Linked DNA regions of Zea mays: region 2 is linked to region 1. A link is a contact called in public Hi-C data. All regions are on one chromosome and are shown on one strand. The core of a region is the stretch at or near the end of the contact, and the rest is flanking DNA. Distances in the headings are between cores, read along the strand shown. Region 1 holds the start of LOC103635420 (protein Rf1, mitochondrial). Region 2 holds the start of LOC100282188 (RGG repeats nuclear RNA binding protein).

Region 1 (4,772 bases), core at 1,442-3,941:
TAATGTAGATTACTAAATGAGACTTTTAATAACATATTCATGGTTATTATGACATAAATAAGTATTTTACTAATTCTAAGTAATTTAAGTGCTATACTTATGAATACATTTATTATGAATAGTAAAATCTATATCTTCATTTGACCAGAAAATACGTGGCTTAGTATTTCTTCTATTTCTTCATGCAAATAAGTTTACATTTAAAATATTACTAACAATTATCGTTCCACACACTAAAGCGAAATTGAATATATAAACGTTTTCTAGTATGAAATCACCGAGGTAGTGAATAGTGACCGTATTCATTTTGAAAATTATAAAATCATACACATATTCAAAGCATTGTCGCAGGGTTCGATTTTGGCTATATGTATACATCGAAATCTCTAAAATCATACACGTGAATCGTCAAATCATCTCAATATTACAACAATAATTCACAAAATTCAAAACATGCTTTAGAAAATGAATTAACGGGTTGTCTTCAACCTTGGGTTTTTGCTCATGCGCAGGGATGAACTCGACAAGGGAGAATGGTCGGTCGAGCAGGGAACGACGAGGTACAAGCTCCGGCGAGGCTCCACGGACTCCGGCGATGGTGTGGTGAACTCCGGCGACGGTGGTGGTGGCTCTAACGGCGAGGAGAGTGAGAGAGAGTAGGGACGAGCTCGAGTAGGGAGGAAGAGAGGAAGGGAGTGACTGTCCAATTTATAGAGAATGGGAGGGAAGGGGAGAAGGCGCCAGGGAGGGAGAGAGGTGTGGCCGACGGGTTCAAGGCGCCATTGATGGCGTTCATCAATGGGGAGAGGGAGTAATGGGGAAGGGAGAGGAAACAGACGCATTGAAGCTCCATTACACGCGATGAAGAACGGACGCGGAGCTCGGCTGGCGCGCGTGGGCTTCGGTCAGGCTCCTGGGTCGCGGCAGCTGCGCAGGTCCTGGCGCGACGGGGCTGGGCGCGCTCGGCGTCGGGGTCTTGGGCTCGGCGCGCGGGGTCGGCTGGCGCGCGGGATTGGGCGCTGCTCGGCGGCGTGCTGCGGGCGTGGGTGAAGGCCAAGCGGCGTCGGGGCTTCGGTCGGGTGCGGTGCAGCGCGCGGGTGCGTGCTGGCGCAGCGGCTCGGGCGTCGGTGCTGGGCGCCGGGGCTTCCTGGTGGCTGCCTGGGAGAAAGGGAGGCAGGGAGAGAGAAAGGCCGGGGGCCGCACGACAGGGGAAAGCGGGAATTTCCCCTGGCGGCAGCGGCTAGCATGTGAGGATGGGGCGCGCGCTGTGATGTTTGTTGGGCCCCTAATGGGCTTTAGGGTTAGGTTTTTTTTCTTTTTCTTTGTTTTCTATTTCTTTTCTAAATCCAAAATATATTTTTAAATAACCCTAAAATTCATAATAATTATACCAAAATTATTTATAAATAAAATATTTATGTTTGGACTAATAATTATTATATTATTTATTTAGATTTTCATTTAAGAAGAAATGTTATTCAATAACCAAAATCAATCATGAGCAATCAAAAATTATTTCAAAAGCAAATAAATAACAAACACTTGAATGAAAAATTTATTGCCATAATTACCATTAATAACTAAATGTATTATTTTTATTTGATGATTTTTATAGTGTTACAGTAGCTGGCCGTGGCTTTTATAGGATGGAGTGAGTTGGGAGTGACGGATGATTTCTTCTTAAAGGAATGGATTATATATCCAAGGAATACTCCAACTCTCTTGAGTGCGGTCTTGGTCAGAGAAGGCAAAAAGGGCATCACGTGCATTACCACATTCCCGGGGGCCTGTATGGTTGTGCATCCAGTTGTAAATAACGAATCACGCTTTCTATTAGTTAGGGTACATAATGGAGCTCTCCTTTTTTGCCCTCTCTCTTTCTTTTGTTGATGAAGTGTGCCTTTCTTTGAATAATATCCTACTGGATCTTATTCCGAGTTCACACACTGCACTTCACTTGGACCTAGTGAATGGCTCCATTTCTTATGTTTCCTTTGTCGTATTATTATATAGAGAAGAACAAGAAAAGAAAACAAAAGGTAGCATTTGCTTTATTGTATTTCCTTGGCATCCAAGCTTCCTTCTGAAACGGTAGTCGACTGCCTTTTCTACATAGTGCTGTGCGTCGCAAGTTTGGGATGAAATGGAATTGGAAGGTGGGAGTGCCAGTAAAAAAAAGCTTCCACCGGCGATCAGGTCAGGTCTCAACTGGGGCGTGTGCCTTCGCCTGATCGCACGCGTTCCGTGCCGGCGAAGGAGCCTGATTGATCCTGACGTGGTTTGCTCGACGTCAACGATTGCAGCATTAGGTGAGATCAAGCATCAGGTGAGATCACAGTGGTGTGGGATGCTAGTATGATACAGACTGGAGTAGAGATGTTCTTTTTCGACTTTTAACCTTTGCACAAGTCATCATGCACTTAACTAACTATCCTTTTATTATAAGTCAATCATTTGTCTGATAATAGCAAGCTAAGACATGCTCCTGAGAGTTGCAGCCAAGAGAGAAAATACTGAAGATGGCTTTTTGCCAAGCTAGCCCAAGGTCTCTATGGGCAGTGGCCCACGAAAGGTGAGGAAGGCCCGAGGAGCCTTCCGGTCGTGTCTTGGGCTGTCGTCTCACCCACTGGCTCGCATCGGCATCGGAATCGGCTTTGCCACTTCAAGCGCAAGTTCTACCAGCGCTACATCGTGAGTTCCACTTCCACCGCTTCTGCTGCCCTTCGCCCTGCGCCCCTGCCTCATGTTCCGCGATTCCCTTTGCACACCCTCCCGCTGCTAAATCCGTGTGCTGGGTTCCAGATTGCAGGAGCTTGCCTTGTAGCGTCGCGTTATGCTGGTTGCAGCGAGTGACTAAGCAGAGATCCGTTCGGCCCATTCACTCCACCACTGCTCCACACAGCGAGTGACAAGGCATGTCGCGAGGGGTCAGCTCTGGCCGCCGCACGTGCTTGGAGCTGGAGCGGATAATCCTAAATCGGCACCGCTCCGGAAGCCTCGGCCGAGAGGACGCGCTCAACCTGTTCGATGAATTGCTTCCTCAGGCCAGACCGGCATCGGTGCACGCCTTCAATAGTGTCCTCACCGTCGTCGCTCGCGCCGACTCCTCGTCGTCACCACGTCACAGCGCTGCGCTCGCCGTGTCCCTTTTCAATACCATGGTCCGGTCCGGCGTCAATATGATGGCCGCCATCATAGGCATCCTCATCCGTTGCTTCTGCACTGTTGGCCGCTTGGACCTCGCCTTCGCTGCCTTTGCCCTGTTCCTCAAGACGGGATGGAGGGTGCAGAACGTGACCCTCAACCAGCTAATCAAGGGTCTCTGTGATGGCAACAGGACTGATGACGCAATGGATATGGTGTTCAGAAGAATGCCGGAGCTTGGCTATACACCTGATGTTTTCTCCTACAATGCTCTTATCAAAGGGCTCTGCGTCGAGAAAAAGAGTCAAGAGGCTCTTGAGCTGCTGATTCACATGACGGCCGATGGCGGATACAACTGTTCTCCCAATGTGGTGTCGTATAACACAGTCATTGATGGCTTCTTTAAAGAAGGTGAAGTCGACAAAGCTTACTTCCTGTTTCATGAAATGATGGGCCAGGGGCTTCCACCTGATGTTGTGACATACAACTCACTCATTGATGGCCTGTGCAAGGCTCAAGCAATGGACAAGGCTGTAGCAATCCTACAACATATGTTTGATAAAGGTGTTATGCCGGATACTAGGACATATAATATCATGATCCGTGGATATTGCTCTTTAGGACAGTTGGAAGAGGCAGTGAGACTGCTCAAAAAGATGTCTGGTAGTGGTCTTCAACCGGATGTTGTCACTTACAGTCTTCTGATACAGTATTATTGCAAGATTGGAAGATGCGCAGAAGCTAGGAGTGTCTTTGATTCAATGGTTCGGAAGGGTCAAAAACCCAATTCTACTATCTATCACATCTTGCTTCATGGGTACGCCACGAAAGGAGCTCTTATTGATGTGCGTGATCTCCTTGATTTGATGATTCGAGACGGTATTCCGTTTGAACATCGTGCCTTCAACATCTTGATTTGTGCATACGCTAAACATGGAGCAGTGGATAAGGCAATGACTGCATTTACAGAAATGCGACAGAATGGTTTGAGGCCAGATGTAGTCAGCTACAGCACGGTAATTCACATTCTTTGCAAGACCGGCAGAGTGGAGGATGCTGTGTACCATTTCAATCAGATGGTCAGTGAAGGGTTGTCTCCTAACATCATAAGTTTTACCTCACTAATACATGGTCTATGTTCCATTGGTGAATGGAAGAAGGTTGAGGAACTGGCTTTTGAAATGATCAATAGGGGCATCCACCCTGATGCCATATTCATGAACACAATAATGGACAACCTATGCAAGGAAGGAAGGGTTGTGGAAGCACAAGATTTCTTTGATATGGTTATACACATTGGTGTGAAACCAGATGTTGTTTCATATAATACACTGATAGATGGATATTGCTTCGTTGGGAAGATGGATGAATCGATTAAGCAACTTGATCGTATGGTCTCCATTGGCTTGAGACCTGACAGTTGGACCTATAATTCTCTGCTTAATGGCTACTTTAAGAATGGAAGGGTTGAAGATGCATTAGCTCTTTACAGAGAAATGTTCAGGAAGGATGTAAAATTTTGTGCTATTACATCTAACATAATGCTGCATGGGTTATTTCAGGCTGGAAGGATTGTTGCTGCAAGGGAATTATACATGAAAATGGTTGACAGAGGAACACAGTTGAGA
Region 2 (4,769 bases), core at 1,268-3,767, 350 kb after region 1:
ATTGAACTAGTGCGCTAAGTACGTTGCTACAGACCGGAATGGAGAATGGCAATAGCATTTGGAAGGGAGTGTTTCTATTTCAATTATACCGAGTGTCCGCAACTCCTTCGACACTCAGAATACGAAGACCTTCATCTTTTGATTCGTCGTTTCAACCGTCACTTCAAGTTCTCATCTCAGGGATTGTTTTCACCGTTGTAGTACAACTTCTTGTAATGCGACCTAACTTACCATTTGCTCTGCAAAACACACGTTAGTCACATATAATATTACGTTGTTATTAATCACTAAAACCAATTAGGGGCCTAGATGCTTTCAGGCCCTCTGCGGGAGGAAATCAAGCCAAGAAGAACCTCGATCGTGAGTTGTTGGCCGGTTAGGTTAGTGAGGAAAGCTCCCACCAATTATTGGAAATCAATCGCCATTCGCAGTGGTAGCTACGGGAGAAGCCGATGCAACCTTATCTAGGCAGGCACCCTCCTCCTTACAGGTGGAGTACCGGCGGCATAAGAAGCGGGTGGGAGTCTGTTGTGGAGTGGGTGGGTAGGACGCGACAATTGACATGGCATGGAGGTTGCGGATGGCGTGAAGACTGGCGCGGAGGTCATGGTTTGCTAGCAAAGTATGAAGATGAAGAAAAGGACACAGTTGTTGGCGAGAACCAATCCGCGTGAACGCGAGAAGCGGGAGGCTGGCTGGGGCGTGTCGTGTAGAGGGTGCGGGAGGCGACACGGGTGTTGGCGAGCATGCGTGGGCCTGGGGAGGGTGGAGTCATGGTCTGCTTGTGTACGGTAGGGGTGAGTTTTGGTGTGAGTGTGTGCGTACATGAACAGATACTACAACTGTACTTGTAAGTGAGAGGCAATTAAAAGCCATTGCGCTGCATGGGAGACTTACCGCCAACTACACACTGCCGGGGCTGGGGTTGTTTCTGCGCTTAAACTCAACTGCCACTTCTACATGCATGCCGCTATTGCTAATTGTTGCTGAGCTATAGTGCTACCAGGTGTACCGAACTGAAGCTAGTTGTGTTGGGCTTTGGCCTCCGATGCAAGAACGCCATGCTTGGGCCTCGAGGCCGGAATGACCAATAGAGGCCGCGACAGGCCACATATATGCCGGTGGGGTCTGAGGAGGGTGAAGTTATGGTAGTGTCGCGGTCTACACTATTGACTTAATAGATAGTAGTAGAAACTAGTAGTGAAGGTAGAGGGGTTGATAGGTTGCCTGTATCTAAAGGTACCCTCAGCAGAGTGTGACATAGATCTCTTCTGAATTCTGATAGGCATGAAGCATGATGAACAACGACCGCTTGAATTCATTGATGGACATGCCAAGCTCATTTTGTTTAGGTCCGTGGGCCCTGCTGTCCATCTGCTTTTCTTCAGCAAGCATCAAGAGATTTGGGACAACTAAGATGCCTAATTGGTCGGTCACTAGCTAGAAAATGAAAACAGTCTCATGCACCAACTCTGGCTTCAGGTACATGGCCTGCGAGATCTTCGATAGTCTCAGCTTTGTCTAATCCAATATTTCTCGGCGTGTAAATAAAAAACTGATTATTATGCTCTCATACATATCCTTCTCTCTTTTTTATCCTTGTAGATAGAATAGTCCCATCGTCCCAGATTATATTATCCTAAAAAAATATTTAGTGCTTTATAACCGAAAGGGAAAAAAGGTATCAAAAATATTTTGTCCTCAATAGGGTATTTTTTTTAGCTTATATTTTACATGAGAACATCTCGAAGAGGAACTCCTATAATTAGGGCCTCAAAAGCTAAATTGGACCTGATTTAAGTTAACTTGGATCAACAATTTTTATGAACTCCAACAACAACTCATAAACCCACTCCTAAACCCACGTGGTAGTTAACTCCGTGAGATTAGACGCACATGAATAGGTCTCCTGACTGGGTGCTATATTTAGCAACTGTGACTTCGGGTGCTATATTCATTTGATAGAAATTTATAAAATAACAACTTTTTTGAAAGCTATTTTAAGATCTTAACTCCTATATTTGAATATAGGACCCGACTTAAGTCCTCTCTTGGAGATGCTTTGACATAGTCATGCCAAAATTAGATCTGGTTTTCGATTTGTTTTTTTTTTTTTGTAAAAGGGTAAAAATATAAATAGTGTTTATGATTCTAGTTTTTGTTTTTTTCGCAAACGTTTAGATGGTTTTTCTTTACTCACAACGCACGTACATGTTTGCCGGTACAGTTCTCTCGTTTATTGGGCTCATTTTTCTCATTCAGTATGAAAAGGCCCAACAAAAACCAGCATACGCCCAAGAACACCACAAAGGTCCACATATCCACGCTTTAGCCTAGGCCCACAGATCCCGAGCCCGACCCGCCGCTTCTCGGGCAGGGGAGCGATTAGCACACCAACTCAAATGACAAAAGTGCCCCCTACACAAACGCTAGGCCTCAAACTGGCTGAACCCCTTTCCGTCATTTGGCAAATGGAAATGATAAACTAATGAGCCCGTCCTCTGAAAAGCGGAAGGCGACGCAGTGGCCGTACAGTAGTGTCACCTGCACATTGCAGACCGCCTCAGCGCCTCACCAAGCGAAACTCGTTGGCGGCTAGGGTTTTGCTGCCTCCCGAGCCCAAACCCTAGAGCACCCGCGCCCATCCCATGGCGTGCTAGGCTTCGATTGAGACTGGGGGGATTAGTACCGCAGGCTGGGATTAGAGCAAGCGCCGAGCGGAAATGGCATCGAGTAACCAATTCGATCTACTTGGAGACGTCGAGAACGACGACCCTGCCCACCTCCTCGCAGCTGCCGAGAAGAAGGCGGCCGCGGTGCCTAAGCCCGCGCCCGCGCCGGCCAAGTTGCCCACCAAGCCTCCGCCGCCCGCGCAACCTGGTGAGCCTATAGCGATACGCTTCCGATGTCGAGGTTGGAATTATCCGATTTTGAGATCCTGTGGTGCCGTCTCGACCTCGGAGTTTTTGAGTATTATTTTGAAATTTCACTCTTCTGTTGCCCCGTATTATTAGTATTCGTATTCGCCGATGGTGATATCACGCCCTTTTGTGATTATAGTGAGGGAGGAAAGGAACTATGGTGCTCCACCGCGCGATGGTCCAGGACGTGGAAGAGGCGGCCGCGGTGGCAGGACTGGCCCGAGGCGAGATTTTGGCGATGCTGATGCCCACGGCTTTGAGGGGGGGTATGGTGGCGGCGGCGGCGGTTTTGGGGACGGTGGAGTTGCTCGCGGTGAAAATGGTGAGGGTAGGCAGGCAGAGAGGGGCCGTGGGCCCCGCCAGCCTTACCGTGGAGGTGGGCGACGTGGTGGGTACAGCGATGGGCAGGCTGGGAATGAGTTTGGACGTCCTCGCCGGGCATATGAGCGCCACAGCGGCACAGGCCGTGGCTACGGGATGAAGCGTGAAGGGGCTGGGCGTGGAAATTGGGGAACTGCAACTGATGAAGGCCTTGAACAGTTAAGATTGTCGCTATTCAGTCTTCAATATGTGGTTTGATGAACCACTCAAGTTACTACGATGGAGATGTAGAGTTTTGACCTTTTGGTGTGTGTGGCATATAGGGACACTGTGGATGCTGTTAATCCTGAGGAGACTACTGCCGTGGTGGAGGATGAGAAGAAACCTGAAGATGCACCACAGTCTGAGGTTGAGAAGGACAAGGAGGGCGCGGAGAATGAAGAAGAAGAAAAGGAACCTGAGGATAAGGTATATTTCTGGTTTGTACTAAGATGCTCTTGCTACCATATTCCGCGTTGCAATGTGTATGGTTGTAGTATGCCTAGCACATTCTGTAAGGGTGATGGTAGCACCCTTTAACATGCCTAGCACCTCTTGTGATTTTGGGTACTGTGACACTTACAATGTTCTTAACATTTGTTTATATATATGGAAAAATGTGTAGTAGACTGGTGGAAATATTTTGTGATTCTTTTAGTTTCATTCATGTCAATCCTTGCTCGGTAGTATAGTTATTTATTCTAGAACCTTTTGCTTTAAAATTAGTGCTGCTGTGCCAACATGGGGCGCTTCTTGGTGATTGCATTATTTTTGTATTTAGAGTCTCTTCTGCTTTTCGATCCATTACTTTTTGCTCTTCTCTGCCAAATGCAATGGCCATATATTAGAGTGTATGCTTTCACATCAGTTTTCCAGTTATGTGAGATTCATGTTGTATCTCGGATATTGTACTAGCACCTAACTTTGACTATGGTGTGCCATTGACTCGCTGTTTTCAATGTTTCTGGATATGACCAACCGTAGCACACACAAAAGAAATGGATTGTTGATATTCATTTTCACTCATACCAGTTCATGATTTGATGCATCAGATGTGATGTGATGCCACTTAATATTGAATGAACTGTTTTTGTTGCACAGTTGATATATCTAGAGAAAAAAGGATGCTTTGATCAATCCAGAACCTGCATACTTGCTGGAATTAAGTTGGGATGTTTTTTTTGGCATCAAAATAAAGTAGTCTGTGGAATGATGTTTGCTCTGATCATGACGCAGGAGATGACTTTGGAGGAATATGAAAAGGTACTGGAGGAAAAACGAAAAGCTTTACTCTCCCTTAAGGCTGAGGAGAGAAAAGTTGAAATTGACAAGGAGCTACAGGCCATGCAACAACTGTCAGTTAAAAAGGATGGCGATGAAGTGTTTATCAAGCTGGTACGCTACTTGTGTGCATACTGCTCTTTCCTCTCTTTTTTACCCCTGTTGGTCACAGCCGGTTTTGAACGATTGATTGTAGGGCTCTGACAA

What was found. Hi-C and Micro-C count contacts between places; a contact is called where the count stands out from the background.
Region 2: a contact with region 1 is called in a Hi-C map of endosperm, with 3 times the contacts expected there. The contact joins the promoter of LOC100282188 here to the promoter of LOC103635420 in region 1. A contact is called at or near these places in 3 of 25 Hi-C or Micro-C datasets (bundle sheath, ear and endosperm).

What each region holds. Positions count from the first base shown.
Region 1 is chr8:78,657,913-78,662,684 of Zm-B73-REFERENCE-NAM-5.0, forward strand. LOC103635420 (protein Rf1, mitochondrial) reads left to right here and starts at 2,692. Exons shown (of 3, transcript XM_035961722.1): 1 at 2,692-4,772. The coding sequence starts at 2,916.
Region 2 is chr8:79,012,386-79,017,154 of Zm-B73-REFERENCE-NAM-5.0, forward strand. It overlaps LOC100282188 (RGG repeats nuclear RNA binding protein), which reads left to right and starts at 2,518. Exons shown (of 6, transcript NM_001371832.1): 1 at 2,518-2,880; 2 at 3,061-3,460; 3 at 3,566-3,710; 4 at 4,518-4,676; 5 at 4,759-4,769. The coding sequence starts at 2,724.